Linked DNA regions of Zea mays: region 2 is linked to region 1. The links are chromatin contacts, called in public Hi-C maps. All regions are on one chromosome and are shown on one strand. Each heading gives the region's core, a stretch centred on a gene start, on an enhancer-like site or on the middle of the called end of the contact. The rest is flanking DNA. Distances are from core to core; before and after follow the strand shown. Region 1 holds the start of LOC103636641 (basic leucine zipper 6). Region 2 holds the start of LOC100502387 (Auxin response factor 3).

Evidence for each region. Hi-C and Micro-C count contacts between places; a contact is called where the count stands out from the background.
Region 2: a contact with region 1 is called in a Hi-C map of ear, with 2.8 times the contacts expected there. The contact joins the promoter of LOC100502387 here to the promoter of LOC103636641 in region 1. A contact is called at or near these places in 2 of 25 Hi-C or Micro-C datasets (ear and tassel).

Annotation. Positions count from the first base shown.
Region 1 is chr8:180,416,863-180,424,811 of Zm-B73-REFERENCE-NAM-5.0, reverse strand. LOC103636641 (basic leucine zipper 6) reads left to right here and starts at 2,999. Exons shown (of 4, transcript XM_008658997.4): 1 at 2,999-3,778; 2 at 3,925-4,015; 3 at 5,883-6,009; 4 at 6,108-6,734. The coding sequence starts at 3,303. The coding sequence ends at 6,256.
Region 2 is chr8:180,704,743-180,712,691 of Zm-B73-REFERENCE-NAM-5.0, reverse strand. It overlaps LOC100502387 (Auxin response factor 3), which reads right to left and starts at 4,466. Exons shown (of 10, transcript NM_001365546.1): 1 at 4,034-4,466; 2 at 3,868-3,924; 3 at 3,180-3,362; 4 at 3,011-3,095; 5 at 2,104-2,194; 6 at 1,859-2,023; 7 at 1,029-1,145; 8 at 878-953; 9 at 1-70. The coding sequence starts at 4,264.

The DNA.
Region 1 (7,949 bases), core at 1,750-4,249:
ATCTGAACCGTTCGATGGCAGGAATAGATTCGGCCATCGAAGATTAAGGATAAAAGCAAAAGATAAGAACAATTCCATGCTTCCCACCCATGATTAGTAGTACTGCTACTGTGTAATCTAACCTTATTAGGCTAACACTAGCAGGGCTAAATTAGGTAGTACAATGGCATCGCACCAGGACAAGTAGCAGTCTGTACAGTGTTCAGACTATCTCATCTGTAGAGACAGCGGCTGTATGCCTGTATCATCTGTAATTAGATTACACTTTTTCCCCTGAGATCATGACTCTTTCTTTCTTTCTTTCCTGGAACCTGGCCGGATCGGATAGAGAGATTTGGTGGGAAGACCGGCCGTAAGAGTGACAGAGAATCAAGTAAGCACCATGAGCGGGACCAAAAAAAAAAAAAAAAAGATCCGCACCTAAAAGAAACATGTGTTAAAGACGGTATAGCTTTGTTACGCTGAACAACTCTAGTATAGAGTTTATCATGATGGGCAAAAGGAAACCAGTAGAGTTTATCTGAAACGAGAGGCGGACTGAACTTAACAGATGTAGCAGTCAGCACCACAGGTGCTGCATCAGCAGAGAGTTAGCTGGCTGGTGTACGTACATGCAAGCTGGAGTCTTAATTGGGAGTATAGCTAATTTCCAACACGCAGATATTTGCCCACGCATGCTCGCCCAACTTGTTCCACGATCGATGGATGGTCCACGTCCTGAACTTGGCATAAACGACAAGAGCTCTTATCGGTTGGGTTGGGAGTAACAAAAGCGAGGCGTGAGATAGACTGGGTGGTGGGTGCCCCAGCCAGAAACCGACGGGACGGTGATTAGTCGCATCACTGAGCCACACACGTGTCTAGGAAGAGCCGATTGACAGAATTAATAGTCAGCGGCCGACCTTTGCATAGCGGCCGGAACAGAATCCGAATTGCGCTCGTTCGTTTCGCTTTTACTTTCACCAAACGGCCTAGCACGCCAGTCACTGGCAGCAGAGTCTCGAGCAGGATCCAGCGGCGGCGGCGACCCCCCAGCATCCTCGCCGCCGACTAGCCCACCCGCGTGCCCCGTCGTCGGCCGTCACAAGCCTTTTTTTTCTTTTCCGCAGCTACACCAGCGACAGTAGTGTAAATGGGCCACCCGACACGGCCCAGCACGGGCTCACATAAAAAACCATGACATAGATTACATCGTGCTAGGCACACTAGCCACGACACAAATTAGATAGTGGGCCACAAGAGAGACCTACACATGGCCCATCAAGACAGTAATCAAACTGAAGCTGCTAATTCTGTTCACTGCATTCGGGTATTTCAATCTGAATCTGATTCCTACCGTTTCTAAACTATGAATCTATGATTTCTGCAGTTCCCGTCGTACACTGTATGGAGCGAGCAGGTCCTGGGCCAGCACTACCTGTCTGCAGGATCTAGATAAATCAACAGTGCTGTGTTTGGGCCAATCCTCATGCCCACGTGATGGCACGACACTACCCGACGTGTAATAGTGTCGTGCTTCGTCCCGACGAAAATGACACGGCATATGATGGTCTGGTCTCAGGCACGATTCATTGGCAACCTATAGATGCCACTCGGTTTCCTACTTTCCTGGATCCTGAAACTCGTGTATCTTCTAGGCCCTAGCTAAAGTTTAGTTCCTATCTCATCAACTATTTAAATATTAATTACAAATATTAAATAAAGACTTAATTAGGTTTAATAAGTCTATTTTATCTTTTAGTCAATATCTGTGTAATTAGTTTTATAATTAGACTAAAACATTCGATGCTAAATAAACTAAACTTTAGTTGGGGCAACCAAACACTCTAAGGCCTCGTTAGTTTTGGCTGGATAAGCCCATTCCGTGCCTCATTCCGGCAGGAACGAATCAGTCCAGTTTAGAATTTGGTCCAGTCTCCTAGAGTTGTTCGTTTAACAAACCCGCCTGATTTTAATTCCCATCCCTCAATCCTCGGCCCGGAACGAGTCCAGGTCACCTACCTTCCGGACTGGTTCCGAATCTGGAAACGAGCTGGTGACAGGAATGAGTGACAACCTATGATTCACTTGATCCTGGGCTGGCTTTGTTACTGACTGGTTTGGATCCTGGCTGCCGAACAGGGAAAGCGCGCTTAGTAGGGAGCCCGAGTGGCGAGAGACAGCGACGGCGAGGAAAAAGACGGACACACGGTTAGATCTCTGATCCCGAGGGGATTTGCGAACATGCTGCTGTCTGCCGGAACGATACGGGCGCAGTGGTTTTTGGGGCGCAAAGCTGCCACCAAAGGGTCCGTTGTTTATTTACGTAGATCTCTGACACGAACCGCAGCGCAGACTATGGAAGCAAGTGAAGGCGCCCTTCCAACCTCCAGGCTCCAGACGAGGACACGGCCGACCAGGCGACTTTCGTTTGCTTCTTGTACCGGCAGTGCTAGGCACTCACCCAGCTCCATCTCCGCCGCCGCTACCTCCGATTCACCTCGGCATGGAGAATCGCCTGCTCACAAGTCACCAGTCACCACCAAACAAATCAAGCCGGCCATCACTCGGCCATCCATGGCGGTGGTCCAGCAGGGCGCATCCTCGTGACACGGCGCCCTGCATGAAAACGAAGCTCGTGTCCCGGCATGTGATCAACACAACGACATGCATGTAATCGCTCTCCCTAGCTAATTGCCTAAATAATCGCTTGGTTTCAAGTACCGGCGGCCGGCATCACACGATCCCACCCGTGCCACTGCCCGCGCCACGGTCGTTGCATGGCGACAGTGACGCGGCCATTTTTAGGCGGCACAACAACCGCTCGCTGGTCCGTTTCTAGCGCCCGCCCGCAGTGTCGCCACGCTCGCGGCTCGCCCAAGGCAGCAAACGAGGGAGGAGCGGTGGATCCGCGGGCGGGCGGGCGGACAGCGGCACGTGGACGGGGATTCCCTGCCCACCTACATAACTGCCTGCCTCTGCCCCTTTTCAGCTTTCGCTGCCACTCGAAACGAGCGTCCACTCCACTGGATCGCTAGCTAGCTAGCTGGCGCAGGCTGTCCTCATGTTCCAAAAGTCTCGTCCCATGTGACTGACCCTCCGGTTCCAATTCCCATCCGTCTCCATGCCCCTCGCTCGTCCTCGCCCCGGCACAAGCTGCCCGCCCGGCTACTGCACAGCACCACTATATATAAAACCAAACTCCAGCAGGCGCCGGCGCCAAATCGCAAGAGCTAGCGAGAGCACGCACTGCTGGCGGCGCGGCTAAGACCGAGAGCCGCCGCGCACATTGTTCGCGCGAGGCCAGCCGCCGGTTGCATTGCATGGCGCAGCAGCTGCCGCCCAGGATCCCGACCGAGGTGCACCACTGGCCCGAGGGGGGCCAGCACGGCGCGGCGGCGGCGTGGGCGGACGACTTCGCCGAGTTCGCGGCGGCGCGGCGGGGCGCGCACCGCAGGTCGCTCAGCGACTCGGTCGCCTTCGTCGAGGTGGCGCCGGCCGACGGCGGGGCCGGCGAGTTCGACCGGCTCGACGACGACCAGCTCCTGTCCATGTTCCCACCCGACGAGGCCGGCGGAGGCGGGTCGTCCGCGGCCGGGTCCGAGAACGGCGGCAGCAGCGACAGCGACGGCGATAAGCGTGGCGCGCGCGGCGGCCCGGCGGGAGGCGCTCCCTCCACCGGCAGTGGCGGCGGCGAGCAGAACGGAGTCGTGGATGCGCAAGCGCCGGCGGCGACTGGAGGACAAGCTGCCGTCGTCGCCTCCACGGAGCTCATCCGGGACCCTAAGAGGGTGAAGAGGTGAGCCCGATCGAACGAGCTAGCACACCATGCGTGCGCCGCCCGTAATTGTGCGCAGGCAAACAATGCGTTTCTCCTGCAGGCGGTAGGTAATCCATCTTGATCTGTGGACTGAAACGCGGCCGGCGGGCTTGAAATTCTGGCAGGATCCTTGCCAACCGGCAGTCGGCTCAGAGGTCGCGGGTGAGGAAGCTGCAGTACATCTCCGAGCTCGAGCGCAGCGTCACAACACTGCAGGTACGTATACACGCACAATTACTATACATAATATCGATAGTACGTATATGAAGCTTCTACGACTGCATTCTTGCTCAGCGTAAATAATCCAATTATATTCTACCTTCAGCGTAAACACTAGCATGCATATAATAATGGACATTGCGCAAGAAATTACTACGTACATACATGTGCAATTGTGCAAGCACGATTTAGCAGCTCTCCGTCAAACGTCCTAGATCGATAAGGACGCGCGCGCATGCATGATGCATTTGCATCCATGCCGTGGAACAAAATGGTCTGAAAAAAAAAACTTCTCTTAGACGATTATGGCGGGAAGCTTCAGCTCGAGATGAGATGTTATTCGGTCTCTGCAAGCCCAGAAATTCTGATAGATTCAGCCATTGTAATAAGGGTACCCTGTTATTAATGTAAAAGAAAAGAAAGATAGAAGGAGCTAGATACACTGTCAAAAAAAGTCGTGTGCACCAACACTAAGCACCACCGCCGATTGTCAAGCCCAGACCTGCAAAACGACCCTACCTCTAGAACGTGCATTCTCACTTGATGCATCAACATCCCCTCACGACCGATATCATAATCCACGGACGTATATAGAGTAACTTCTCTTCGTTTCAGCACATGACATGCGTAGTAGGCGCCAACAGCAGGGGTAGATGGATGGATAGATAGATCGGCATGCAGCGCACAGTCTGGCTAGCATTAGCAATAGCAACAGCGTCGCGAGTGATGCCTTGCCCCCCATGTGCATGCGTGTGAAGGCCGGCCGGCCGGTATGGATCATAGAAGCAAAGCAATAAGGACGCGCTCTCCTAGCTTCTCCCGTGTCCTGTGCTGTGCATGCGCGCGGTACGTACCAAACCCCACGTAGTGCCATGATCCAAGCGCACATGCCTCTGCATCCTGCATGGCCTGGAGGTGGTCCCTGTGTGTCTCTCTCTGCGTGTGTGTGTGTGTGTCACCGTCTCACCGAGCTGGTAGAGAACGAACCTCCTCGCGCAAGATCCGGTCGCTTGGTTGGTAGTTAGCTAGCGTGTTACTGGTTGGACAGTACTGGCATTGCTTTTTACGCTTGGATGAATACAATAATATATATATTCATTATTGCTGCTATAGATGGCCAATAAGCACGAGACCCGTGAGCCCGGCACGAAGCCCACTTTTTGGACCCGGCCCGAGCCCGACACGGTACGAATAAGCGGGCGGGCTTGGACAGGAAACTAGGCACGGCGGGCAAGCCCGGCACGGCCCGTTAAGCCCGTTTTTTTACACTAAAACGTGCTTACCGACTCGTTTAGCCCGCTTTTCGGCCCGTTTTTCGTGCTAAACGGACCGACCCGGCCCGTTTAGGCCCGCTGCGGGCTGGACTTGGACAGAAAATTGAGCCTGCAGGCTCAGTAGGCCCGGCCCGGTTTTTGGTCGGGCTTCACCGGGCCCGGGCAGGGCCGGGCGGCCCGTGTGGCCATCTCTAATTGCTGCACATGCATGGCGCTAGCTAGCTTGGTATACAGATAGATCAAAGGTTCCGCAGTTAATTACTGTCCGGTTCTGCTAACTTGCTGCGGCCGCACACGCTGAGCCCTGTTCCAGACGACTCGATTCAGCCGCACATGTAGTACTGCACGTCTGCTGGAACCTGAAGCCAGAGTGCAAGGGGGGCGCAAAAAAAAATCTAGACCACTCCAAGAACATGCATGCATGGGAATAGTTTTTGGTTTTTGGTCTCGTCACCAGTGCCGCGTGTGAAGAATTTTGTCGGAGTTGCTTGCTTGCTTGCTATTGCTATTGCTATTGCTCTGCGAGGCGAGATGTTGTGTTGTTGTAACTTTGTAAACCGACCGTCTGTTTGCCCTGCGCCTGCCTGCAGAACGAGGTGTCGGTGCTGTCCCCTCGCGTGGCGTTTCTGGACCAGCAGCGGACCATACTGAGCGTCGGCAACAGCCACCTCAAGCAGCGGATCGCAGCTCTTGCCCAGGACAAGATTTTCAAGGACGGTAAGTACTGTACGTAGTAGTGCGTCTCATCTCATGCTTCGTAATTTCTCCGTCAGCTAATGGTCCGTATACTACCTACCCTATGTATATTTCTTCAGCTCATCAAGAGGAGCTCAAGAAGGAGATCCAGAGGCTGCGCCGGGTCTACGACCAGCAGAACCTCAGGATGTCAGCCGGCGGCGCCGCCGCTTCTGACCATGGGCCGCCACCACCGGTGGTGCGCGCTGAGAAGGAGCTCATGAGCTAGCGAGCCAGTCCATGCGTGCCCGATGTGCAGTCCGACTTACCATTAACATGGAGGGAACATTGCATCATGATTTTTTATTTCCAGATTCTGTGGATGTTTTCTTCCTTCTTTTTTTTTGGTCTTCTTATTCTTCCATTAACATGTGCGTTGATTCTTTGTATGTTGATCTGGATTTGGTGTATTAATTGTGCAAGTTGTGGTGAAATCACCAGGATAATTTATCTGTCATGTAAATTATTTTTGATGCATTACATCTCTTCTCTGGAAATCTGGATGGCTCTTGATTTTTGTAGGGTCTTTCTTTTTTTTTTTCTTTTTCCTTCGGTGTGACCAGATCTCTTACTATTGCCAGGTTCAGTGTAATAGAATTAGCAAGGTGGCCCAAGTAAATAGTGAGGGCAGCTACCGTTTTTGTTCTTTGTAACGTAGTAACATTTGTATCGGAGTTTTTTTAATTGAAATTCTTTTTGCAATTTTATTACCTGTTTGGTAATAAACTTATACTCTCTCTATCTCCCTCGGAACGATAAACATATTTTGTACAGAAAAAGGTTCTTTGCAAATTCCCAGCGACAATTATTCAAATAATATAAAATTCTAAGAAAAAAACTTGTATCAATATATTTGTTTTCAAAGTGCCTAAAACCTAAGGTAATATTGTTGTAAGACAGATTAAGGGTCAATACATATATTTTATGTTTTTCCCGTTATCAATATACAATTGTCATTTTGAAATTTGCTTTAAAATTATACACACTCGATGAATAAGCCCAGGAGGGGACCTACATCCACGAGGATTCTAAAAGGTAAATATGGTGAAGATCTTGTTGGAATAGGAGATATGGTTGAGATCCCAACAGATATGACAATGTCCTAGCAGATAAAGAAGTACACTTCTATAAAAGAATAGAATTCAGCTCATGTACAACTTGGGACTGACTCAGTCACGAGTTCTTATAGGTAACCGACTAGATGCCTATCAGGTAATCATTACCCCTTACCCCCTCCTTGGCATATAAAAGGATGGACGGGGGAACCCCTTGAGGGCAAAAAACATATCATCACAAAGAATACAACACTAACCACAAATAGGACATAAGATATTATTTTGCGTCGAGAGCCCTTGTGACCTACCCCGTATAATCACCATTGAATAATTTTTTGAATAATCTAGTGGCAGCAAATGTTGTTGTGCATTCATTTCAACTAGTCGGTTGTTCGTGCGTTGCGACGGTTTACATGTAAATTATCCATAAAAAAATCAAGATTTTTTATTGATTGTCTCTGCTCTCCATATATTTTTTTATTTAGCTAACTGATGTTATTGTTTACTGCATCCAATATGTATCGATACAACACGGCCAATGAAGTGAGCGATTAGAAAAGAGTTCACAACGACTAACTGAACGAACAGAGATTATAAAATGACATAATTCCAGCATAATTTATATGGAGCGCATCCAGATTGTATTGATGTTTTACTTTAGCAATCACTCCATATTTTGATCTATCTTTTTTACTGTTAGTGTGACAAATCATTGTTGCTCTATCCAATTCAGCAACCTCAAACACCATGGAGTCTATTGCGCCAATGTGGTCTCAGAAATGATCTAATGCTTGCAAAAGAGCCAAGAACGTCGTGCCGTGCTTGAGCTGTTGCCTCGGCCTAACACGATTATATATTTTTTTTATT
Region 2 (7,949 bases), core at 3,217-5,716, 290 kb before region 1:
CAGCTATCTCGATCTCCCATGGAGATACTCTATCTTGGCCATTACATTCAGCACCGTCCTCCCATCTTACCTGCATAAAAGGCAACACTTTAGAAACCATAATAGTACAGTTCATCATGAACAGATAGTTATAATTTGATTATCATAAGTGATATGGAATATAATATTTCTTATTTCCAAAGGAAAACAAGTCAAACATCATCCGTTCTTGCAAAATGGTAGACATCACTATAACTTGATTGTCAAGAAATACTTGAACTGAACGTCAAAACATCAAACAATTCTAAGTTACTAGGAATATCAGGTGGCAGCAAACTTTTCAGTATCCAGAGAAGCCCTCATAAGCTTGCCCAGGGTCTTGCAAGGTCAACAAATTTGGACATCCAGGGTGGTGGTATGAATCAAATCTCCTTATAAGCTTGCTACAGTTAGGGACTTAGGGTCACAGTGTATTTGTGACTCTTAACTTGGTAAAATGAATCAAAGAGTTAGCACAGCATGCATCATGCAAGATTATTACCAACAGGTAAAATATGAAATGTCGCATATAACCATCATACAGCAAATAATAACAGCATGAGACTAGTATTGTCTCTGCTGTTGCATTTATCTTGTGGTCATATGCCAAGTCCCTGCTTTACTGGTCAATGGTCAATGCCCTAAGGTGTTGGGCAGGCAACAGGTTATAGCAGGGTTTATTGGCTAGCATTCTCCTTCCTTAACTTCCCTAACACAAGACTGCACAAAAAAACACATTTTACCAGAATCCAAACAATCTCCAAAAGAATATACATCTACAAAAGCTTCAGGAGACCAGGAAGCTGGAAATCATAACATTCAGACTAGAGCTTATAACAAAAGAAGCTGAAATGCATACCAGCAGGCTTCTCCACTTCGAGCCAGGCCATTTCATGGGATCTATTTCACTAATGCGAACAACCACTCCAGATCGCCTAAAAACATAAAACATAAGAAACAGGAAACAAATGTGTACAACAAAAATAAAGTTGAATTGAGAAGAAACAGACCTTTCACTAACATCTTCATTATGGCACTGAAAGTTGATCCTTGCTCCAATACAGACCGGATGATTGAGGCTCTTCAGGAACTTAGCGTATGGAATAATATATTCTGAAGCAGTAGCTCTGCAGAAAAATAATTCAAATTGGAATGAGTCAGATGATCTTTTATTCCCGCGCAGCTTTACTTGGCAGGTATTGTGAAAAGGCCTCTAGCCGAGTTGGTTAGGTGGTCTGAGTAGCACTCCTCAGGTCCTGGGTTCCCCGTGGGAGCGAATTTCAGGTTGTGTTTAAAAAAATCCCCTCATCTGTCCCACGCCAAAGCACAGGTCTAAGGCTCAGCCCCGGTCGCGGTCGTTCTCACATGGGCTTCGATGTCGCTGTGTATAGGTGGGGCATGGGTTCGGGGGTTTTTTCGACCTGTGAGAAGGTCTTCTTCTTAATACAATACTCGGAGGCTGTCTTGCCCTCCGTAGGTTGAGTTTTTTACTTGGCAGGTATTGAAACATGTCTTAATTTTGCAAGAATTTTGACTGGTATTTCGTTATATAGTATAAGAAAAAATATTATATCATGGAGTAACTTTGGCAACACATTATATTTATATTATATATATGTCTAAAAAAGGATTCAGATCACATAACTTTTTGACCCCAATGTGGGGGAAATCCTCCCAGGAGAGTAAGAAGTTGCCCAACATATCAATGTTTAAGTTTTAAGCACAATCACTGCATAACTTGTAACTGTTGAACTTCTTACAGTAGGTCATCTTATCAACATGCCAAATTGTAGCAATTCAGGACATGTTTGATATAAAGTCAAATTGACTGTATTTTCACCTTGGATTGTAAGAAATGTGAAAAACACTTCTGTTCTTCAAGGAATCAGCTACAGCCGTCAAAGAATGCCGCTTTGTGCTGTCACTATTGAAATCTTCAAAAAGGGCCTCATTTTTAAGCTGAATAGCCCTCCGCACACCCAGCCTTAGTTCACCGTCATCACCTCTACAAATATTAGAAAAAGACAGTTTGCTTAATAAAGATACACAATGCACTAATATCTACCACATGGTTCAGCTGCTTACCGGAGAAATAACACAGCATCCCCTGAAACCAGTTTCTTTTTATTGACAAATGAACTCCATCCAGTAGTCAAGAGATGCCTACGAGGCTGACCTGGAATGCAAATAAACTTCATTAGTTGCTTGAACTTGAAGAAAATAAAAGAGCTTCGGCTTCCATCATAATAATAATTCAGATTTCAGAATAGATGACAAAAGCAACACCAATATCAGCTGGACCATTATTTCAAATATACTAATTCTTGTACTCCCTCCGCCGCAAAAGGAATGGAAGTCTCACTTAGGAGTCAAATAATCTAAATTTTGACCAAATATATATATAATTGTATTGATATTTATGATGTATAATAAGTATTACTAGATTAATCATGGAATATATTTTCACAATAAATTTAATTGAAGACCCAAATGTAGTAATATCTTTTCTAAATCTAGTCAAACATAAGATTGTTTGACAGAGGGAGTAATGAACAGCACATTGCAAGTAATCTTTGGCTCTGTAGTGCACATAGTATTCCAGGAACATATCAATATTTCATAACACACACACATATACACGCACACAACAGAAGTTGTAAAACATAAAAGAGCATAATGTGAAATAGAATTCACATCAAGAAGAATTGGCCAATGCCAAAACAAGAAAAAAAGGAAATTGAAAGCTTTGAAGCTACAACAGCTACATGTTTCATATTGATGATCAAAATATCCATGCAACATTTATGTTAAATGAAACATATGTTTTAGAACAAACCTTTATTTGCCTATAAAATACAAAATCATATGAAAGCAATATTCATGTCACGGTTCCATATAGAAGTGACATGCCAGACATTGATTTGAAACTAAGTAAATACATTTTAAAATGGGTATCTATCGGTCACTCCTTGTCTAGTCAAATTGATCTCACCCCTATATATATGACGAAACTTCCACTTGGCTCCATGCAAATCCTTGGCAACCAGCTCTTGAGAAGGCCTGAGCTGATTATAATCCTAAGCAACTAAATGTGGTTAGCAGCGAAGCACAAGACTCGACACAGTTTCAAGAGTAATGTCACAAAAGATCAGCAGTATCACCAGAGGCGGGAAACAGTCCTCAGCAGCACGGCGAGGAACAGAGAACCCTCCATGCGTGCTTGTGTCAGAGGCCGTAAGCGTTTTGCAGAACATGTGCAGCATCCCGGACTTCCTTTCAGCATCGAAATCTTCCATGCCATCGTCCCCTTCAACTCCACCACCGCCCAGATTCCTCCCGAATGCCTGAGCCATTAAGATTTGAGGTTCATATGCACTAAACAAGACGAGAAATGGTATATTGTTTCAGATGGAAAGCGCTCTTTTTTCGTCGTCCATATTTCTTGCTACAATCATTCACTAGGTACTGAAAAGTCTGAAATATGCCAATAGTAGTATGATAGGCATGCTAAATGAAACCACACCACACGAAGCTGCCTATTCCAACAACCTAGTAGCTCAATTACAACTATAGAACCAACAATGTCTATTTCTATCTATCTGCGGCGTCCCAATTCGTAAATCAAGCTGAGCAGCCAAGGCCAAAAGAAATCTAAAAGCGTACACGCACGCACACAGAACAGTACGAACGCTTACAGCACACTGGTAGTGGTAGCAGTCTTAAGTCTTAACAGAAAAGGAAACAGGGCTGGCACACATATCTCCTCCAAACACGGGGAACATGAATCTCCGCGATCCCTGTGAGCATGCAAATCCAATCGGTTCAATTTTTTGAACAGGATATTTTTACCTCGCCCTCCGCAACCAGCGCCAGCCGCGCGCACACCTCGTCCGTCGCCGCATCCGCCTGCACGCAGCCATGCGAGCCTCGTCATCAAAACTATGGAGCTCCAACTTCAATACAGCCGCGCCCCGCAAACCGGACAGACATGTGTGGCAAGTAGTGCTGCACTCACGCATAGCTCGACATCCGCGACGCGGCACACCACGTGCGGCGGCAGGTCCGCAGCGACGTCCCCGCCGCCCGCCGCGGCCAGGTGGCCCTGCGGCAGGTACACGACCAGGCTGCCCCGGCGCGGTAGCGCGACCACGGGCCCCGCGCACGCGTGCCACAGCTCCCGGCACGTCACCGGCGGCGGGCGGCGCTCGTGGCCCTCGCCGTCCACCATGTTGAGATCGATGCCCATGGGGCGCGCCGCGTGCCACCAGCAGCACTAGGGTTCCGGCGCCCCGCTCCCGGACAGGCCGGTTAAAAGGCGGAGCCGACCGCGTCCGCGACCCGGCGGGGAGGAGGCGAGGAGGGGGAGGAGGATGAGCACCCCATTAATGGCTCCGGGGCCGTCGCGCTCCAGCCATCTCCTTCGCAGTCGGTCACTCAGGACCCCATGCCCGCTGCCGCTGCCGCTGCGTCACTGGTCTGACCGTCTGAGGCTACCCTGCGACGCCCATGTCTTTATGACGCTCCTGTTTCGTGATGTGAACTTGTGAAGTGAGGCCGAGGTGAGGTGGGGATGAGCCGAGGTGTGGCAATGCAATTTGCAAATGGAGTACTATGGACTACGGACTGGACGAGCTGTTTCCTTTTGCCCTAGGGCGCCGCGCCGGGTATTTTTTAGGAGGCCCCCGCTGCTGGCTGCTGCTGCTGTTGCGCGCTTACTGGACACCGTGCGCGGCAGGCTGCTGCTTTAGGTGCCACTGTTCCCCCAGCAGGAGCCAGCATGCATGACTCCGCTAAGCGCATCGGTGGTCATCAGGTGTTGTAATCTAGCATCCGGACGTGGTCTTTTTGACCTGAAATTCGTCTCGGTTCGTTTGATCGGTCCTGCTACCTTTTTCACGGGAGTAGCTGCTGCATTTTGCGTAGCGCTTGTAGTTGTAGTTGCACACGTATTAATAAATTCTGACCATGTCCTTCAATGTACCATGGCAGAAGCTAGCAGTCGACGGACGGACGGATCTGAACCACCTAGTCGCAATCAATAGACGACAAGTACATACGCAGTGATTAAGGGGATATTTGGTTGCTCCTGCTAAAGTTTAGCCCGGGTCACATCAAGCGTTTGACTTTTAAATAGGAGTATGAAATATAGACCCAACCAACTGGACTAGATTCGTCTCGTCTTTTAATCTTCGGCTGACAAATTAGTTTTATAATCCGACTACATTTAATACCCGGAACGGAGGTTCAAACATTCGATATGACAGAGGCTAAATTTTAGTTTGGGGTAACCAAACACCCCGTCTCGTCTTTTAAACACGGGGTGTTTGGTTACCCCAAACTAAAATTTAGCCTCTGTCATATCGAATGTTTGAACCTCCGTTCCGGGTATTAAATGTAGTCGGATTATAAAACTAATTTGTCAGCCGAAGATTAAAAGACGAGACGAATCTAGGGCCTGTTTGTTTACCCCAATGGATTATATAATCTGGATTATTTTTGGAGGATTATATAATCTGGATTATATAATTTGGATTATATAATCTGAGTAGTCATGTTTGTTTACCCAGATTATCTGGCGTGTTTCTGTTGGGCGACGGGCTTCTCCGATCCGATAGGCGCAAAAACGATTCGGTAGATTATAATGGCAATGGTGGGTAATTTCTAGGAAACTTGAAAGGGTAGTGGGGAAGTGGGAAAAAAATAATCTGAAATAAGCACCTCCTCACTTGCTTATGGATTATCATAATCCAAGAGGTTAGATTATATAATCTGGGCAAATAAGCTAGACTGTTTGTTTGCCTCTTAGGATTATTTAATCCAGATTATATAATCTGGGGGGTAAACAAACAGGCCCCTAGTCCAGTTGGTTGGGTCTATATTTCATACTCCTATTTAAAATTCAAACGCTTGATGTGACCTGAGCTAAACTTTAGCAGGACAACCAAACACCCCCTAAGTGATGAGTGTACGTTCTCTCCGCTAGCTCTGTCCCTCACTCGTCACGCCGTCGCCGCCGTCTCGCGCGCGCAACCCCTCCGTGTCAACACGCACACGCCACCGGCTCTGCCTGCCTATCTGTTTTCGTCCCGTGTCAGACAGGGAACCAACTGGTCTGGTGCGCCGTCCACCTCAACGCAGGAGTAGGACGCAGCAAAGCGGCGTGGCGTGGTCATACGGGAACCGGGGAACGTGGTAGGATAGGCCCGTTTCATGCGGCAGCTACCCAGCGGTGCACATCGACGCCGACGTGCACATGCGTATCGCCACGGCCAGGGCCAGCCAACGAGGCTTTTGTTTTGTACGCCAAGGAAAGGAATCCGCGAGACCAACCACTGTTTGACGACGTACCTGGTGGACGTGGACGTGCTGGCCCTCGCCGGCACTGACGCATCAGCGTCACTGCCCCCCCGTCTGCCGGGGCGTGGGCGTGGCTGGCTGGCACAACTGTGCTGTGCGAGATCTGCGTGGCGACTGGCAAAACCGTGGAAGGAGGAGACAGTCACCGTGGCAGCAGCTATCCGCCTATCCCGGGGGGCGCTCCAACCCCGTACACGGCGCTCACTCCTTTTTCTTCGGGTGGTCTAGTCTAGTACCCCCGTACACTGTCCTGTCCTGTGCTCAGCTTTGCTCGTCTTTTCAAAGGCGAGGGATGGGCAGTGGGCAGACTGCCAGAGGCATCAGCACGGCACAAGCGGTCAAGCCGGACGCGGGGCGATGCCTTTTCTTTGCAGCGAGCGATGAGTTCGCGGGGCGCGTCGCTGTCGCTGCTCGCCTGCCTGCTTGCTGATGGCTTTGCCTGTGGCTGTGGGGGCACCGCACGGCATGGAGCACGGGTGACACATCCCGCGACAAGACATAGAGCCGTTCTGCTTGCGCGCGGGCCCCGCGGGGCGCGTGTGTCCACTTTCCCAGTAGCGCCTAGCCAGCGGGCGAGGGAGGACCAGCGCCAGCAGCGCGTGATTCTGTTCGTCTCGTCTCCGGGACTGGCCCGCCGCCCCCGCGTCCCCGCTTGCGTTCTTTGGATCCGCGGGTTGCTCTCATGCTACTACGGTTACGGATGCCCCGGACCGTGCTGCTGTCTTGCTCTCGGTTTTACCAACTCTTCACGTGCCATGAAAAGGGCATCGCCAAAACTATAAAGTGGGGGCCAACTGGCCCCTCTAGCTAGCTCGAGGTGATGCAGGTTGCCAACTTTTGAGATATTTTCGTCCCCTTTTTCTACCACTTTAAATTGGTGGTAACGAGATTTTATCCTTCTCGCCCCTCTCTAATCTTTTGCTCGCAAACAAGTCTACGTTGGTATTTGCCGGTACTCTTGCTAGAGATTTTATATATACTAGAATTAGGAGCGCCCTATCAAGTTCTATACAATTCTCTGATCCAGCATCAACGTTACATAAACTTAGTCAGCTCAACTGAATTTCTGATGCTTGACCATTGATCCTCATTCCACTTCATGTCTGAGCATAACATTACTTTACATATTTTAGTATTTTACACCATAGATACACGATGGAGAAGACATCCATTGATGTCATTTCAATAATGAACTGCAGACTCACCCTTTGAACCAACAAGGTCAACCATATTTCCATTTGCTAACTAATCATCTTCAACTTGCTCAGAAGCAAAAACTATAAATCCAAAGCCTTGAGAACTTTTGGTTTCATGATCAAACATAATATGGCGGTCTACCACAGTCCCATATCTTGCAAAGAAACTATTGAATTCGTCTGATCATGGCTAACAAACAGAACAATCACCGGTGCAAAATCGATGCAACTCAAGACTGATCCATCATAGGCCATACTTATATTGCCTTTTGTTAGTGTTGAGGGAAGCCCACCAACAAATATCTTTTTAGCCTTGAAATCCTTAGAGCTAGACTACATCGAACCTTTTGGTATGGTCCTTTTAATTTCAAACTGTTG